Regions from separate parts of the Mus musculus genome. Here region 1 is linked to region 2. The links are chromatin contacts, called in public Hi-C maps. All regions are on one chromosome and are shown on one strand. Each heading gives the region's core, a stretch centred on a gene start, on an enhancer-like site or on the middle of the called end of the contact. The rest is flanking DNA. Distances are from core to core; before and after follow the strand shown. Region 1 has its middle 67 kb from the start of Mir6344. Region 2 has its middle 22 kb from the start of Mir6344.

Region 1 (5,243 bases), core at 175-2,674, 90 kb before region 2:
GATTTTGAATGGAACAAAGAGAAGAAGAATTTATAGGCGGGATGGGGTGCGGGGGTGGGTAGGGACCAATGAGTGAGGGTGGTGGAAAGAAGAAAGGAAGATGTCAGAGCTCATGATGAGCCTTGAAAGGGGAATTCAGGCTAGTGAATAAGAAAAATTATGTCCATTCATAGAGCCGCTGTTCCCACGAGTAGGATCGTGGCTTGGGTATTTACATAAATGACTTATACTATTCGTTTCGACAAATTTTTCAGATGGCAAAATGGAAGTGTAGAAGGTACTCAACCCCTTAAGATGTGTGTCCACTCCCCTCAAAACAGAAAAAAAAAAAGCCTGGAGATCCACAAAAAGTTGTCCACCTAGCAGAGCACCCCCTGTCTTACCCCACCCTCCCCCGCCCGCCCCGCTGTAATACTCCTCAAGCTAACTGGAGAAGCAGGTACAGACCAAGAGATGTGTGTCAAGACTCTGGATCCTTTTGAGACAGATGAGAAGAGGCGCCGAGGAAGGGTTGGATGGGTTACTGGCGCTCCCACCAGAGAGGTTTTGAAAATGAGTTACAGTTGGTCAGGAGGGAGAGAGAATTGGTCTCAGGGCAACTGGCTGGCAGCAGGTACTGGGTTTTTCATGGGCTGGGAGTTCCAAGCACACTGAAGACTTTCTGGGCTTCTGTGTTAGTAAAAGAGGAAGCCCTTGAGATAACAGGGGAAGGTTCATCTGGCAGCACTGCTGGGAATGCGCCTGCCCGCCCTGCAGTTTGTGGGATGCGGAAAAGGTATCCCCTTACGTCTTCCAGTTTGCTTCAGTGCATGTTCTCAGAGAGTAAACATATAACACAAGAGCCGTTCAGCTTGTGGTATTTGTTATTTTTGACATTCCTTCCACTTTCTATGAATATTAAAAACGCTTTTGATCTGTCTTAAGCATTTCTTAGTGTTATTGGTTCCTCATTAGGACAGTGTCTTCTAAAGGTCTAATTCATGTGACTTCTTTAATATGAGTAGCTTTCTACTTTCTCTCTCTCTCTCTCTCTCTCTCTCTCTCTCTCTCTCTCTCCCTCGTCTTCTTTTTTCTTTTTCCCTTTTTCTTTTTCTTTTGCCACAGTTCAGTGTGGAGTTATAGTACTATTGAAAGAGAGAGAGAGAAAGAGAGAGAGAGAGAGAGAGAGAGAGAGAGAGAGAGAGAGAGAGAAACGGTTTCCTTGTAGTATATTTATAACTTCCTCTAGATTTAGAGCTTCATGATAGTGGAATAGGAAACTAAATATAACCCATGTTGTTTGTTTTTCCTCAGAGGCCTTTTGGGCCTCAAAAAGAAGGGAGGAGAATGTGAGCTTTGTGGAAAAGGCTTTAGTGTGAATGAGCAGCTGTATGCACCTCAGAGAGACAGTTTGTTGCTAAAAATAGAGGCTCTCTAAGAATAGCAACTCAAAGCATTTAATACCCAGATTCTGCCTGGGCAGAAATAAATTCCAGAGGAGTGTGTGATTAAGGAACGGGACTGCAGAAATCATCAGAGCTGTGGCCTCACAGCTAGGTTTGCATAATGCCACACCAGCCTCAAACAAATGTGCTTGCTACCAGTGCACCAGCCTTTTCTGGTCTCACCACAAAAATTAGGGTTCAGAGTAACAATGAAACCAAAAAGAAAAACAAAACAAAACAAAATACCAACAGTGCACAAAAGGGTATTTTTAGCAAGCTGAGCCAAATTGTTATTGAAATAAAGGAAACCGGGACAGCAAAGTAAGAAAGGCTCAAACAACAAGAAGATGAAGCCTTATGTTGGTGTGTGGTAATAGCTGGCTAAAGCATCCAGGTGGTTCACAACAACTTACCCCCGGCCCGGGGTGGGGGAAGTAGCTCAGTTGCTAAAGTCCTTGATTTGTAGGCATAAGACCTGCGTTTGAAATTTAGAACTCACATTTAGAAATCAGGCAGGGCATGATGTGGAGTCCCCTTGTTGAAGCAGGTAGATCCACTAGGCTCACAGACTAGCCAGTCTAGTCTACTTTATAAGTTCCAGGCGAATGAGGGGCCTGACTGAAAGAAAGCAAGATGAACAGTGCTGACAAATGACGTCCAAGGTTTTTTTTTTTTTTCCTGTCTTACACACACAGACACACCCAGACCCAGACCCAGACACACACACACACACACGTACACACAGATTGGCACACATAACAAAGAAAACTAATGTCTATTTCTGTCTTTTATAAAAGATTAGCTTAAGTTTATTTTTCGTGTATGAGTGCTTGCCTACATGTATATGCACTATTTGTGTTCCTGTGCCCTTAAGGCCAGAAGAGGGCATTGGATACAGATAGTTGTAAGTTGTAGTATCAGTGCTGGGTTCTGAACTCCTGTCCCTTGCAAGAGCAAACAGCTCTTCTAACTCTTCAGCTCCCATTTCTGCATTTTCTCATTTGTTAAATGAAGGTTCCTGGGCTATAATGCCCCATTTCTCTCATTTCTCATCTGTTCAGTTAAGATCTCCAGGGCTGGTATGTACCAATGGTAGAATGACTGCCTACCTTGATGGTTAGCTTTTAGTTGTCAGCTTCACAAGACATTGAATCACCTAGAGAGAGAGAGAGAGTCTTATTGAAAGAGTGTGTTCACTGGGTTGGCCCCTGAGCATGTTTGTGGGGGATTGTCTTCATTGCATCAATCGATGTGGGGGACCTACCCTAAATGTAGGTAGAATGCTCTGGTTGCAGTTCAGATGAAAGGACATGAAGAAGGAAAGCTACCATTTGCTCAGCTGGCCTTCCCACTTGTTGATGAATTCATCTACTCTGTTGCTGCTGCCGCTGATAATGGTGATTCCGATTATGATGATAATTCTTTTACTGACATTAGAATTAACTTCTTTGAACTTCAAACATGGACTGTAGATCAATAGCTCTTCAAGAACATTTCAGGCTCATGGCACCAGATTGAGACTATGAAGACACATAGTCTTGTAGACTGAGCATACAGGGTTCTGGGGCTCTGTGGTATGAGAAAGAAATTGCCAATCTTAGCAAGTCAGTCAGTCTAATAGTTCTCTTTTAGTATCAATTCATTGTATCAGTTCCTTGTATTCATTGTATTCCTGTGAAGAATCTTGACTAATATACCTAGCAAAGGAAAGGCTCTGGGTTCTTGTCTACTCTCCCTGCCCTCCCCCACCCCCACATGCACAGGCACACACGTATGCACATGAACTGAAAGCAAAACAATCTAGAGATCTGCTTTCTGTGATGGGTTCAGATATCTATGGTTTTATTTGATTATTTAACTGACACTTAGAACTAAATTGTGTTCACCCTCCCAAAATGTGTTTAGACCCTAGATCTACCCATGGAATGTTTGCAGAAAGTTGTCTGGGAAACCAGTAGGTTCCCCTGGTGGTGTGAGGGTTGGGTTTTCATGCTGGGATTAGTGGCCTTACGAGTATACAAAGAGATACCAGAATGTCTCTGTTTATTAAGACTTCTTTTTGGTCTCTCTTTACTCCTCTGTCTTTCCCACCTTCTTAAATTTCTCTCCTTCTCCCTATTCTTTTTCCATGAGAGTGCAGAGTGAGAAGGCAGGTACTCCAACATCTTTACATCTTATTCCTGGCCTCCAAAACATTGGGAGAATGAATGTACATGTTTTGTTTAAAGTCCTCACTGTGCTGTGTTTTGTTAACAGTAGAGTAGAAAGACCAACATAATCTCCATTGCCACTACTCTGTTGAAAACAAAAACAACACAGTAATGGCTTAGTAACTGGAGTCCAGACAAGTGAGCTTGTTTATTTTTCTCCATGTTTGTTTCCCTCTTTAAAAGAAAAAGGGGTTATTTTCTATTTAATTAGGTGTATGTGTGGGGAGTGTGCATGTGAGCGCAAGTGCCATCCAAGGCCAGAGGTATTAGACCCCTAGAAGGGTAGTTATAGGAGGTTGAGAGCTTCCTGATGTGGGTGCTGGGAACTGAACTCAGGTCTTCTGTAAGAACAGTACTTGCTCTCAGCCACTGAGCTATTTCTGAAGCCCCTGTCTTTTCTCTCTTTTATTAGAGATTACGGTCCTTTCAAGAGGTTAACAGGTAATGACATCACCCAATTCATTCTCTAATCCTAATTGGCCTGAAACAACGGTTAAGGCATTTACCCAATGCATATATTAAATTTTAATTAAAAGGCAAGATCAGAAATAAATAAAGGATGTTTGGGGCTGCTTATATTTAAACCACTCGTGGCACATCTTGGTTTTAAAATAGCAAATTGTTCAGATGGAGAATGATCTAGGTCCATAAGTACAGACAGATACCTAAAGGAGGTATGACTTCCCAAATGGAAAGTTTATCAAGTATTAAGTGTATACTTTCCTTATCATGATAATAAATGTGATATATATTCTTCCCAATTCATTTACACATGTTACCTAATTTTCGTTTTCATTTCTGGGTCAAATTCTCGTGGCTCTCACGTATCAGAGCACACATAAAAGCACACTGTCACTGATGGAGAAAATCAGAGAAATTCAGGAAAAAGGATAATGGATTACTTTGTGCTGGATGTTGTCCCAAAGGATTTTGATTATTTTTGTTGTTTGTTTGTTTGCTTGCAAGACAGGGTTTCTCTGTGTAGTATTGGCTTTCCTGGAACTCAATCTGTAGACCAGGCTGGTCTTGAAGTCAGAGATCTGCCTGTCTGTGCCTCCCAAGTGCTGGGATTCAAGGTGTGCACCACTGGTGCATGGCTTTCCTCGAGATTTTTAAACCATAGCATAATGTATGTGTGAACATGAACATATGCATGTGTGTGTGGAGACTAGAGGTTGACCATGTGTGTCTGCACCATTATTCTCAATTATATCTTTTGAGATGGAGTCTCTCCCTGGACCCAGAGCACATGAATTGGCTAAACTGCTGCTCAGTGAGTTATGGCTGCTACCTGTTTTCACCCCCAGTGCTAGGATGTCAGGTAAGCATGGGACCATAGCCAGCTTTTTATGTGAGTCCTGGGAATCCAAACTCAGGTCTTCTTGCTCATGCCCCAAGCATGTTTCCCTACTGAGCTATGTCCACAGTCTCTAAGCCAACCATTTCTAAACACTGTTGATGTACACTTTTATGATGATGAAGGATCCAAAATGGAAGATAAAAATTCATTCTCAGAAACAGATGGTTGTGACACATGTCTTTAATCCCAACATGTAGGAGGCAGAAACAGAAGATCTCTGGGTTCGAGTCCAGCTTGGTCTACAGAGTG
Region 2 (5,008 bases), core at 436-2,935:
TTTCTTCCCTCCCAGGTACCATCCAGGTATCCCTTTATTGGTACAATCTTCATCTTCCATTTATCCCTCTCTTTCAATAAATAGGCTTTATATAAATTATTTAGATATAACCTAAGAGCAGGCTGGATTTTTTAGGGCAGTAAATAATTCCCAGGGAAACTGAAGGGAAAGAACAGAGATTTCTTACGCAGCTTCTGATATCTCTCTTCAGCTTTCCCACCAGCAGTATCTGTTACTAGAAGTAAACTTACTATGTCAATTTCAAAGTTGCATGGGTACATGTATAATTATGTATTATTACTCAAAGCTCAGCTTTTATCTTAGGGCTTTCTCTTGCTTTGATACATCTTGTAGGTTTTTTTTATTAAGCCATAACAGTATCATCCAGAATGTTTCACTGCCATGAAAACCCTCTATGTTCTATTTGCCCCTCCATCCCTCTAAACCCTGATAAGCACCAACTTTAGTTTTGCATTTTCTAGATAGGATATCATATAGCAGGTAAAATAATACAGTGCATAGACTTTTCAGATTGGTTTGGATTACAAGGTTTTTTTGAACGTGATCTTTTGTTTCTAATAATACCATTTTTACATTTTTGAAGCTGGAGGACAATTTTATTAGCGTTTAAAGGAAAAATCCCAGGACAGACAAGCTGTAAAAATCAGCAGCTGTCTAGAGGAGGGAGATTAGAGAAGAAGGAGAGAGAAAAACATGCCATCTGAGTTGGCATGGAGGTCAACTACAGCTATAGGACTCAGAAACAGCTGTTTGGCAAAAGGGAGTGGAGAGGGCTTAGGGGTGGGTTCAAGAGAAAACCTAAGGAAACTTTAAGTGCCAGAAAAAGAATCCTTAGGCTCTGATCAGCAAGTAAAAGAAAGGCAGATGTGAAGGAAAAAAAGAAAAAAAAAAAGATGCTTTTCAGCCAGGACTCAGCAAGGTCGGTGGATTCAACAGAATGTCACTGTGCCTCTGCAGTGACCAAACTATGAGCCAGGAATTCTGGGAAGGAAACATACATTACCACATTAAAGGGATAAATAGTCCTCCTATCTCTTTAGGTCAACCTCAAGTGAATTTACCTTCATGAGAAGGCAGTTTCTTAACCTGGTTATTGACCCACCCAACTGGAATGTCACATCTGTACCTACAAAAGAGATCACATTCTCTTGACCAGGAAGAAATACTTTCTTTTAACAGGATTTTACTGCTACTGTAACATTTTCCCATCTGAAGGTATAACCCTAAATCATTTAAGAAATGGGCTGCTAGCTTGGCTTTTTATCAATGTCCACTGAAAGACCTAAGGCAATAGGTCTGTGACAGAGAGCATGCCTGGTGGCATTCATGAGGCCCTAAGTTCAATTCTTAGTATTGAGAAAATGAAAAAAAAAAAAAAAAAAAAAAAGGACAACGTATACTGAATTTAAGAAAGAATATATCTGTGTGATAAGTTTGTTTCAATATAGACAGTGATGTCTTTCATACAAGCATTTTGTTTCATGGTATCACTCAAAGAGATGCAATCTATTGACATGCTAAAGTTAGACATGTTGTTATACAGGAAATAATATTAGTGGGAAGGATCCCATAGACTTGATACCAGAGAGTCAAACTATAATAGCATCTCTGTGGTTTTCCAACTCTCTAGTGCATTGGTGTATGACATGGCATTTCTGAGGGCTGGACAGTTGCCCACTCTGGCACATTCATAAGATTTTTGTAGGAATACAGTACAATGTTTTGTATAGCAGTGTTTTATAAAACTGAAAGAGCTGCGCACATTGCAGGGACCATAAATACAAGAGCTGAAGACATTCTAAAATGAAGACATCCATCTTGCCTGTCCAGCTAAGAGATGCTGATTGGTAAGTTCAGGTAGCTGGCCCCTCTGCAGCTAATGAAAACTGAGAGGACCAGTAGGTCAATAGATGATGAGCCTCAGGTCTTTTTTTAGATAGAAAAATCTCTACTCATATTTCCAACTGGACCTCATCTTCTATGAACTGCTATTTCCAAATGCTGCACATATGCTATTTTAGTCTTTCCCAGCTATGCTGAAAATGTCAGCATGACTACTGTTGCTATTTTACCTTTATTTTTTTTTTATTAAATATGGTCTTCTTATATTATAAAACATGCTGGCTCTTCCTGCTCTCTGATCTTGGTTCTAATTTCATTTCTTTTTGGTACCTACAAGCCAAGTGTTTTATCCAGCTTGGTCCTAGCTACCTACCCTGAAAATTACAGGGAAAAGATCATTTCCGTTCCATGTCACATGTGGTATGCATGTATATGTAGGCCAGCGGTCAACGTCAGATATCTTCCCTGAACATTCTCCACATTGTATGCTGAGGCAGAGTCTCTTGCTTGAACCCAGGACCTGCCAATTATTTTAACTTGTCCCCTTTCTTTGAAGATCTTCCATCTTTGACTTCTGAATGCTGGGATTGTAAGTGGCCACTATGGCCACCTGACATTTACATATTTGCTGAGGATCTGAACTCTGGTCCTCACACTTATGTGGCAAGTACTCTACCCACTTATCCATCTTCTCTGCTCCTCCACGTGGTTTTGTAGCTCGTGGGAAAGTACTTTTCAGATCCTCAGGGATTATAAATGATGTTAACATCATTGGTGGCGGTGCTTATGATCATGAGAATTTGGGATAATTTGAAGTTAAATGATCCTTTAGGCAGTCTGAAAATAATACCCATGGATTAGCATCCAAGTTTGCTGTTTAAATTCTTTGCACCTCTGTACGTTAAATATAGACTGGTAAAACACATGGTATTGAGTTTCTACATGGTTACTAGTTCCTGGAACACGATCAGACCCTTCTGTGTGTTTTCAGGCAGTTTTGATCCCATGAATTTGTCCTAATTCTGCAACCACTTGCTTGTGTCTGAAAGAATGATTGCATATAAGAAACAGTCACACATCAAAGAAGGAAAGGCTGACAAATGAACACTCACAGAACATTCCAGTACCAGGGACAACGGATTCCAAGGTTTTAAATATCACAGACTTCTGGACTAGAGGAGACATGCATGATAAATATGTTCAATGGTAGTGTGGAAAACACCATAGCCAAGCTTGGGTCTTTAATGCTCTCCAAAGTAAATGCTATTTAACCAAATCATACTTACTGTACATTTTTCTCTTGGCTACTGTTTCAAGTTGCTTCTACACACAAAGGGGGAAAGGCAGAAAGAAGTCAATTGTCTGTAGGATTTATGCCAATGAGCAGCGAAATTAAATACTTACTAATACATTAAATACTTACTAGTTCATATAAAATCAGTTGTGGCTGACATATTTGTTCTGGCTGTCTGTATCGACTGAGTCCATAGTATAATTGCCATAGAGTTGAAAGATGTAAAGGTATCGCTCAGTTAAGAAACAGGTACAGTGTGGCTTGTGTGTGTTGCTTTTATTTCCACTATAAGATTAATCACTAAAAGGACAATTGAGTAGGTTCCTGCCAAACCTACTATCACAAATGGGATGCTTGACAGATATTGAGCCTTGAAATCAAACACATGGAAACATGAGTTCCTCTCTCTCCCGGTGAGGAAGCTTTTTTTAATTAGCTTTTTTCTCCAACTATATTCAAACGAGTTTATGGCTTCTGGATCATCATTCTTCAACTTTAAAAGATGGTTGGCATTTAAAAGTCTACAGGCTAAAGTGTTTTCTTGTTTGAGATTGACTTCCCTAAAGCATTAATGTGCCCACAGCAAGAGCTAAGTATGAGAATCAAATATGAAAAAGGACAACAACTTCGTTTTGTACCACTATCCATGGCCTAGCCTGCCTTCTGGAGGCCACGGAGAAAGTCCAGTTGAGGTGATAGTTTCAATGGGAATGTTGGTTGATGGTGGAGACTCGCTGATAGTCACATGTACGATGAGCCTGAGATGTCTGGAGGAGATGTGTAAGGCAGGAGTTCTGGGTCACACTGGAGTGGGAGCTTTCTATTGGCCAATCTGCCAGCTATTCCTTCTGTCTGCTCAGTCAGCATTTGGTCACCAACATGAATGGATGTGGGCATTCTTTGCTGCTGGTTTTACAGTCCTCCCCCCTGAGTGGGTCCTGGATAAACTTAGCCTAGCTCTAAACATAATAAATTTGGCTCAGTGAGATGGCTCTGCAGGTAGCAATGTCTGCTGCCTAGTCAGATAATCTAAGTTTGAGCCCCAGGAACCAACCACAGGATGGAGAGAACTGATTCCTGTAGGCTTGCTTCTGACCTCTATTCAAGTGTTGTGGCGTGCATGTGCTCCCCACAAATAAAATCTAATTACAATACTTTAAAAAAATATAAGACTCTCCCCTAGACTCCAGAGAACAGAAATGTTTGATTCATTGGGGGAAATTTTCTATAATAAAAGGTGTGTATGCGACAATGAGGAGGTTTTAAATTTTAAACAAAGGACATGAAGAAAAATATTTGATGAAAGAGAAGGAGATAGAGAATCCCTTCATCTTTGAAACAAAACTTGTTACCTTCTATGTTTTCAGAAGAGAATCTCTACCTCTACTGAAGAGCACACCATTTAAGTAAGTGCTAAGTTGGATGAACAGAAACAGATGGAAGTAAATGGCCTGGCTTGCCTTCTGGAGGCCACAGAAAGAGTCCAGTTGGGGTGATATTTCAATGGGAATGTTGGTTGTTGGCGGAGACTTGCTGATTTTTCTGGATTTATGCCTGTGTCAGTCATCCTTCGAGTCAGAGTGGTATGTCATTCTTTCTCTTTGGCCATCTCTCTCCCTTTAATCTTCCTTAAAGTAAATTTCCTTTATCAACTCAAAATAAAACAAATAAAGTCTTCCCATTTTTCTTGCCTCAGGGGCCCAACAAGCCAGTGAGCAAATTTGTCACAGGCCATTCAGTGCGCTTGAATTAAAACAGAGATGGAACTGCTCAGGTGGCTATAATATAGATAAAAGGGGCAGGCCCCGCTCAAAAAAACCGAATCTGTTTCTCTTTGACTGCACCTCAGGA

The links. Hi-C and Micro-C count contacts between places; a contact is called where the count stands out from the background.
Region 1: a Hi-C map of myocytes shows a contact between it and region 2, with 4 times the contacts expected there. The contact joins two enhancer-like sites. A contact is called at or near these places in 4 of 484 Hi-C or Micro-C datasets (the AML12 cell line, the HL-1 cell line, myocytes and 1 more) and 1 of 115 datasets of contacts at active chromatin or transcription factors (acute myeloid leukemia).

The regions. Positions count from the first base shown.
Region 1 is chr1:82,196,307-82,201,549 of GRCm38.p6, reverse strand. No RefSeq gene overlaps it. Among named protein-coding and RNA genes, the nearest start is that of Mir6344, 67 kb to the right of the region's middle. Within about 2 kb of position 1,424, at least 67 of the 459 cell types and tissues checked have an H3K27ac peak or open chromatin away from gene starts, as enhancers often do. A contact at or near this core is called in myocytes, where this site is marked.
Region 2 is chr1:82,107,123-82,112,130 of GRCm38.p6, reverse strand. No RefSeq gene overlaps it. Among named protein-coding and RNA genes, the nearest start is that of Mir6344, 22 kb to the left of the region's middle. Within about 2 kb of position 1,685, at least 12 of the 459 cell types and tissues checked have an H3K27ac peak or open chromatin away from gene starts, as enhancers often do. A contact at or near this core is called in myocytes, where this site is marked.